Linked DNA regions of Capsicum annuum: region 2 is linked to region 1. The links are chromatin contacts, called in public Hi-C maps. All regions are on one chromosome and are shown on one strand. The core of a region is the stretch at or near the end of the contact, and the rest is flanking DNA. Distances in the headings are between cores, read along the strand shown.

Evidence for each region. Hi-C and Micro-C count contacts between places; a contact is called where the count stands out from the background.
Region 2: a Hi-C map of placenta shows a contact between it and region 1, with 2.3 times the contacts expected there. The contact joins the promoter of LOC107873055 here to the enhancer-like site in region 1. A contact is called at or near these places in 2 of 5 Hi-C or Micro-C datasets (leaf and placenta).

Annotation. Positions count from the first base shown.
Region 1 is chr6:164,624,995-164,629,109 of UCD10Xv1.1, forward strand. No RefSeq gene overlaps it. Among protein-coding and RNA genes, the nearest start is that of LOC107874123, 13 kb to the left of the region's middle. Within about 2 kb of position 2,482, at least 5 of the 5 cell types and tissues checked have an H3K27ac peak or open chromatin away from gene starts, as enhancers often do. A contact at or near this core is called in leaf, where this site is marked.
Region 2 is chr6:164,665,793-164,669,861 of UCD10Xv1.1, forward strand. It overlaps LOC107873055 (E3 ubiquitin-protein ligase Topors), which reads left to right and starts at 1,963. Exons shown (of 5, transcript XM_047414942.1): 1 at 1,963-2,362; 2 at 3,650-3,787; 3 at 3,935-3,992. The coding sequence starts at 2,046.

The sequences.
Region 1 (4,115 bases), core at 1,232-3,731:
TGGCTTGTACCTGACTGGTTTGGTAGCATAGAAGTGGTGATTAATTTACAAGGATTGAAATGCCAATCAGAGGAGATTATCTGCCTGTCTCCGCCAAAAATCTGTTGAAGCTTGCTTGAAAAGGTATGTAAGCAGAGTGTCTAGTCATTCACAGAATCACTGGCGTTGAAGGTGTGTACCAGGCAGAGGCAACTTTTGTTGGCTGTGGTTTCGGGTATGCCTGGGGGATTTCATTGGCTATGTTATTGATGCTGTTGTTGTTGTGGTTTCGGGTATGGAAAAGGAAGTGGAGAATACTTTGTGAGGATTGATGTAGGTAGTCCAGTTTGGAACCACATGGTTGGTGATTATGGCAGTGATAATTGACATTTCAAATTTGCTGTCTCCTTTCCACGCCAAACCCACCAGGCCCTCCACCCTAAGCCTGCATCCTCGGTGTTTCTTGGAGTACATGTAAATGCTATTGGAAGAACAATATTTGTTTGCTTTACCATTAAACACTAGAAAATAAATGAGAAAAAATTTAGTTTTCGGAAGAATATTTCCGTGCTAAAAACACCCTTCGTATATTTCCTTAGCTTATTATTCCTGTAAGCTACCAAACAAAGAACTCCCAAAAAAGGTAAAGACTTAACTTCCTCTCTTTATCTCTTTCTTTTCTATTTGTACTCATTGTACTGCATCTTTCCTTGGCATATGATCATGTTGTTACATTTATTATTTGTCTAGACAGTTACTATTCATAATTTTTTCAAGAGGCATTGTTTCTTATTATTCATGAATCTGATCGGTAAATCTTAGCATCGTACACTCGCTCAAAAACACAGAGAGAGGGAAACATTTTTTTTAAAAAGTTCTTCCTTCGTCTTTCTAGCTGTGTAATGCATGTTTACCAGTACTACAACAAGAAGCCAGTGAAATTTCACGAGAGGGTTTTGGGGAGGGGTGAGTTGAATGTGTGCAGACCTTACCATTACCTTGTGGAGGTAGAGAGGTTGCTTCTAAAAGACCCTCGGTTTAAGTGCAGTAAATTAAAGTAAAGGAAGAAAATGGTGGAGAAAGCATAACAACTAACAAGGGAAGCAAGAAAGAAGCAGAACAACAAAATAATGTGATAATTGAAATATAATAAACAACATGACTAGTATAAAGACAAACACGAACAAGCCTAAACCCTTGAAAAGCATAACAACACTTCACTTTCTAGTAACTTTCTACTTTAATATGCATCTTCCACATTTTCCTATTTGAGTTCATGTTCTATCTAATCACCTCTCCTCAATGCTCTCGCTCGGACATATGCACATATTTTTTTCATATGGCCAACCCATTTTAACCTTGTTTTCCTCATTGTGTTCACCATGGAGGCCACTCCAACCTTATCCTAAATATCCGCACTCCTAATTACTCCTAGTAAACCCACACATCCACCTCAACATCTTTTTTCCGCAACAATGCATGTTTACCAGTAAAAACAACAAATTGTTGCATCGATTTCTTCCTTATTCCCTTTGCTTTCTCAAGTAATTAGGTGCGTGAATATAGAATTAATATGTATGTAATATGCATCTCTTAGTAATTTCCTTTTTCTTGGTGGAGGTATATATCTATTTTTATCTGCTAATTAATGTCCGATCAATCGATTTTCCTCTTATTCGAGCATCGAAAGCACTTCACGTGTATGTGGCACATTCCCCCACACAGTTAATTTCCTAACCTGACCGTATATAAAATGACAAATCATATCATGTGCTCATATCTTTTTAACTAGATAAATACGCATATTTTGACTGTGTAAATTTCATCTGCTGCCTTCTAAAATTGATGGAATATTATTTATAGATAGACATGAAACTTTATTGCAAGCAACAAGTAAAACTCCGACCTTTGGAGATGTACTAGGGCCATATATGGGTAGCGAGTTGCCCAAAATTTAGTTCTGTGACCCTTTAGTAGGACATAAACTCGTAATCAAATTCCAAGAGCATATTGCATCAGTAAGTATAAAACAATGGAGCATTTTTAAAGTTCGGATCAACATGACTTGGATTCAAATGTGTGACAAAAAAGTCGATCAACTTACACACACCTCGACTAATTTCACATTATATCTACCATTTTTCACTAAAAATCTAAAGAGATTAGGTATAATTTGAGGAGATATAATGAGCAATTCATTCAGTCAAATTACCCTTTTACCTAATGCTGTTAGGATAATTCACTTGCTTTTTTTTCTGCCTTATAAATTCAATTATCAATCTTTAATTCGGATTTAGGTTAAACCACTAACAGACTAACAGTACCCACTGCTCTCATCAGTAAGTGATTGTAAAATTCTATATCCTTATTCTCCCTTTGCATTTCTGCTTAGTTGAGTGAAATGTGGATCGAATATTTGTACTACATTGGACCACAGAAAGATCCCAATTGGATAAAACCAATCCAACTGATCATATGCTTAATTCCCATTGGATTGATCTCTTTCTACAATTGGGAATTTAATCTAGATTTTTCTTACCCCACTTGATTCTCTGTATACCTAGCTAGCTAGCTTTCTTCCACATTTCCTTTATTTCTTGTCTAATACTAATAATAACAATGACAAGAAAAACAAGAAGAGTGAACTATCGTAGACGAGAAAAGCCGTACAATAACACGTCCTTTTTCATTATGGGATAAGAATCTTTTTTTTTCTCCACTAATAGTCTGATAGATCTTAAATTCTAAATTGAAATGAATTTCCCTTTAATATCATGATAATCAAAGAAATGACTTTTAAATCTAACTCAATTACAAAAATTAATTCACGAAGGAAAGACTATTCAAACACCGAGAAAAGTATCAAGTACTTCCTAAAGTTGTCATGTTTTATTTATGGTATACCTAAACTTTGAGTTGTTTTAAGTACCCTCCCGAACTTGTTGTTTTAGTACGTCGCATGACCCCAGAGGCAGAGCCAGGATTTCAACGAAGGGGGTTCCATATTCAAAGAAAATTTAGGATTTCAACTAAGGGGGTTCCATAGTCAAAGAAAACTTAGTTGAAAGGGGTTCAACACCTACTATAACCACAAGAAAATAATTTTAATCATGTATAAATAGTATATTTTTCCATCGAAGGGGGTTCAGCCGAACCCCCGAACAGAAGGCTGGCTCCGCCCCTGCGTGATCCTTTTTAACCTACGTGGCAAAATGTGTGATTTCAAACTCCATCACGCACGTGATAGAGTTGATTTTTTGCCAAATCAGCACCTTCCAACGAAAAAAATGAGAAAACCCCATTTCTATTTAATATTTTCAAAAACTTTAAAGCCTCCTCTCTTTTCTGTTCTTATTTATTATCCCTCTTCCTCCATCACTTTCAAAATATGTAAAAATAATTTTCTTTCAATTGCTTCTATTTTACCTACTTAAATTAGGGGTGTGCATCAATCAATTTAGTTCGATTTTTATATTATCGATTTTCGATTTTTAAATACTCTAAATCAATAACCAAACTATTAATATATTTTCTTATCGATTTTTGGTTTATCGACTTTTAGTCCTTAATGATTCGATTTTTAATTTAACTGATATGAAAATACTCATAAGATAGAAAAAGTAGTAACTAACATGAAAATAAATCGAATCTTAGTTGCAACCAAAATCGTACTTATATATTTATATATATATGGGGTGTAAAATAATAATTTAGTATAATCTTATTGGGTTATTAGTTTACCCAATAACCCAATAAAAAAAATCAAAATCGAACCAATGACCCAATAATTTTTTTATAAAATCATTAAAAAATTGTTAACCCAATAACGATAAATCAATAACATTTTTATCGGTTTGATTTTTGTACCAAACATGCTAACATCCTAAAATTGACATTCTGAATCTGCCGGCAAAGTTGAATTTTCTATCCGAGGTCATTTTGATCAAATGTGGGTCCCACACCCATATTTTTAATTTTCCAATTTTCCGATCAATAGGTCAAAATGAGCTTGGGTGCATCGGGACCCGAACCAAAGGTCTACCTAGCCTAAAATAGATATTCCGGATCTGCTGGCGTAGTCCATTTGGCCATCCACCGCACGGATCAAAAGATATCCACATAAGTCCAAAATAAGG
Region 2 (4,069 bases), core at 713-3,212, 40 kb after region 1:
AGTCTCTGTTGCTCATGTCTTAGCTTTGTCCACAGAATATTGGTTTTTTAGCGGGCAAACATAAAACTATCAAACGTACTATGCTTGTCTATGTTAAGTGAAAGCCTCCTGAATCTTCTTTTATTATGCTTAATACGGATGCGGCTTTTATTTCTAATTTAGAAATGGCTAATATAGCAGGGGTATTTAGAAATTCAAATGGTGAATGGTTACTAGGATTTAGTAGTAAGGTCTTTAGCCCCAACCCCTTAGAGGCGAAACTTCAGGCTTTACTTTTGGGTTTGAATGTCGCAATTCAACACTGTTCTACACCACTGCAAATCAATGTGAATTGCCTTCCAATTGTTCAAGCTCTATCTAATGTATCATCGGATGATTCACCCTTAATGTCTGATTGCAGGTGCCTGATGCTTAAACTAGGTAATTCGCTACTGGAACATGTGTACAGAGAACAAAATAAGTTGGCTCATGCACTGGCACGGATGAATGCTACTACTACTATGCAACTATTTTGGGAACCTCCTACATTCGTAAAGGATATTTTGAGAGCTGATACAAATGGAGACTTGAGTTGCCGAAGGGTCAGAATAGATATATCTAACCAAATTTTTTTTACTACTACTAATCCTAATTATCAGATTGTAAATGCTAGCGCTAGGTGTGCTGTTACTACTGCTGGTGCTTGTACAGTTGACTTGCCAACATACAAGACGTTGAAGCATATATATATACTAGTTTAGGTATGCGCGCCTTGCACGTGTACCTCACTTTATTGAGTTAAAACGTTACACTAAATAGTATATTTGTTTAAATAATAAAAGATGAATACAATAATTAAATTCAACATCTTTTGGAGAATTTATTTAATTAAACCTAACTTTTACCAAAAAATTTGTCAAAGCCGATCGACATTCATCTACCACCTGTAAACTGCAACAAAACAATACGATGATGAGATATCAAAACAATATAATTAAATCTAACATTTACACAAAAATTTTCTAAAAGTCATCTGACAATCATCTACCACCTGTAAGCTATAACAAAATAATATGATAATAGAGATATAAACAATAATACAACTAAACTTAACCTTTACACAAAAAACTCTCAAAACAAAGATATAAATACAATACAATTAAACCTAACCTTTATCTAAAAAAATTCTCAAAATCAACCGACATTCATCTACCACCTGTAAATTCATCTACGACTTGTAAACTACAATAAAATAATACAATAATGATTACAAAGCTTCAATTTTGATGAAAATAATTCTTGTATGAGGACAAATTTTAACTCAAAAGAATGACTTGAATGAAAACAAAGAAGATACATATATATACACACACGTTGAATTCTATTATGTTGACAAAAATAGTGAAGAAGTTGAGGGTTGAAAAATTAAACATCTAACATGCAACTGAATCAAGTTATTTTTTTTATATATGATAAAATTCTAATTATTTTTAAAATATTAAATATTATAATTTCCTATTTATATCAAATAACCAAACCTAAAACAATTACAAACCAAATTAATTGCTAAGAGAACTTCACCCCAAAAAGAACACATACGTGTGTAGGAAAAAATGGACCACCGATCTGTTGCCCATGACTTTTAGGATTTATATAAGGAAGTGCATCTCAATATTTATAGAAGTATTTTCTTAATAGAGTCCTATTTTAGGAGTATTTTTTAATCCTATTTTATGAGTATTATTTTAATTGATTGATTAATACAAAAAAATATTAATTAATTCTCCTTCTATATATTTTAAGAAATTCATATATTTTAGGAGTCTAGTTAATATAATAAAAATAATTAAATAATAAATTAAGGAAAATAGTGAAAAGATAATTTTGTCTAAATAAAAATCTTTTAATGAAGGATAAAAAGTTCAAATCACTTTCCCAAAGTGTTCACACTTTTAATATATTATATATAGAGAGAGATAATATATATCCCGGTTATAAAAAAAATAAAATAAAATTGGATTAAACAGTTGATCCGACCCGACCCGACTTGAAATTGTGCGACTCCAATGGAATACAGATTTCAGGAAATTGCGTGTGCCGTAACCCGGAAATCATGTCCGATATGCCTATGCCGGTTACACCATGGGAGTGCGGCGGTAATTATCCCCTGTATGCACGCCTATTGTATCCTTTGCATCCGAAGATGGAGCGATGTAAAGCGAAAATGCCCTCTTTGTAACGCTGACTTCGGCTCATGGTTCTCCAAAATTAGCTTTTCTTCCCTGACCTTCCGTGAAGAGAAATTATCAGCTCCAGCAGAAACTAAGAAGTTACACTCAGGGTTTCTTCGCTCTACGTTGAGTAACCGATTGGCCCACCGAAGGTTAGTTTTCTTGTCCTTAAATTCTCTTATCAATTATTGCCATCCCTCTGTCACAATTTATGTGACTCATTTTTCCTTTTAGTCAGTTGAAAAATCTATTTAATAGAGTAATAATTTAACTTTGAAATGTACATTTTATCCCTAATGAAAAGATTTGTAGCCACACAAACATGTTTTTTAGACCATAAATTTTAGAAGTCTTTCTTTTTTAATCTTTTACTTCGTGTCAAGTCATACTTACATATAAATTAGAGGAAATACTAACTTTGAGTGAAGGGTCAAACACACCCAAGTATCTCAATTTTTTTGAGTTACATACTTGATTTATCATGTGTGTAATTATCGACTAATTATTAAAACATACCTCAACTATCAATATTCACTTTTCGTACTTGAAATAGTACCATGGTTCAAGTAAGAAAAGTAAATATTGATAGTTGAGGTATTGGATAGTTCAATTAGGAAACTTTAGCACGACTTATAGGTTAGGTATGAAACTCTAAAAATGGAATACTTTAGGTGTATTTTTGACCATGAACGCACTGACGTTTAGTGTTGAAGCACAATTGATCATTGTTATCAAAAGCAAAAAGCGCCAAAAAACGTTGAAGCTTCAAGCACAAAGCACAAATGAAGCATGTGCATTAATATTAATGAAAAAGGGGCAAATGGAGAAAAATACTACTCCCGTTGTTTAAAAAAGAATTACATGTGTTTAATTGGCAAGGTGTTGAAGAAAATAAGGAAGACTTTTGAATTCTGTGGTCTTAAGCTAAAGTTATGTAAAATGTATCAAAATACCCTTTAATTTTGTGGTCTTAAACATGTGGAAAATTGGAATTTAAGTGTTGTCAAAAAAGGAAAGGATCTTTTTGATACGGACTAAAAAGGAAAGTAAGTTATTTTTTATTAAACGGAGGGAATAATATATATTTAGTTGAAGACTGATAATTATATGCGTGAATGACAAATATTTGAATAAAGAAATTTAAAACAATTTATGATAAATTAAAATTTCAATTGTTTAGTCTTTCTCAAAAAAAACTATCAATTGTTTAATGTTGCCTCTTCAAAAGAGTCTTATTGGTGAGGAAAAATATTCCTTAGAACCTTGATGGTGGTATTGGAGCGCACATTAAGCGAGGCGAACCGCTCATCACGTTTTGAGCCTCACTTCAGGGCTTAAGCGCGTCTTTGACAACACTGCAATTGATTTAAACTTCTCGTAAGTTGGTCCGAATTATCCCCAAAAATGTGTACTGAATTTGTGATTTTTATGTTGGACAGAGTGATTAGGAGGAGGAGGGAAGAGCTGAATGCTTCTGGCTCCAGAACGAGGCTGTTCCTAAAGCGGCGATCATTTGATCAGATTGTAGCTTTAAATCCAGATGATATTACTAGGAGAATCATTCTCTGGCGTTCCAGGTACTATGCTTACTAATTATTTGTAATTTCTCCTCATAGCCGCAGTTTTATGCCTATTCCATTTATGTATCTATAGGTGTCTGTATTTGGTCTAGAAAATTCTAATACGTGATATTTGTTTGACCTGGAATGTATACTTGGTTTCAGCATATATGAAGAGAGATTGCAGGCTGTTCTCTTTTCATCTAAAAATTGTCTTATGCAGGTAATGCTTACCCCAATAGATTTATTCAATTCACTAAATAAATTCGGGAAATTGTGGTAGCTATTATCATATATATC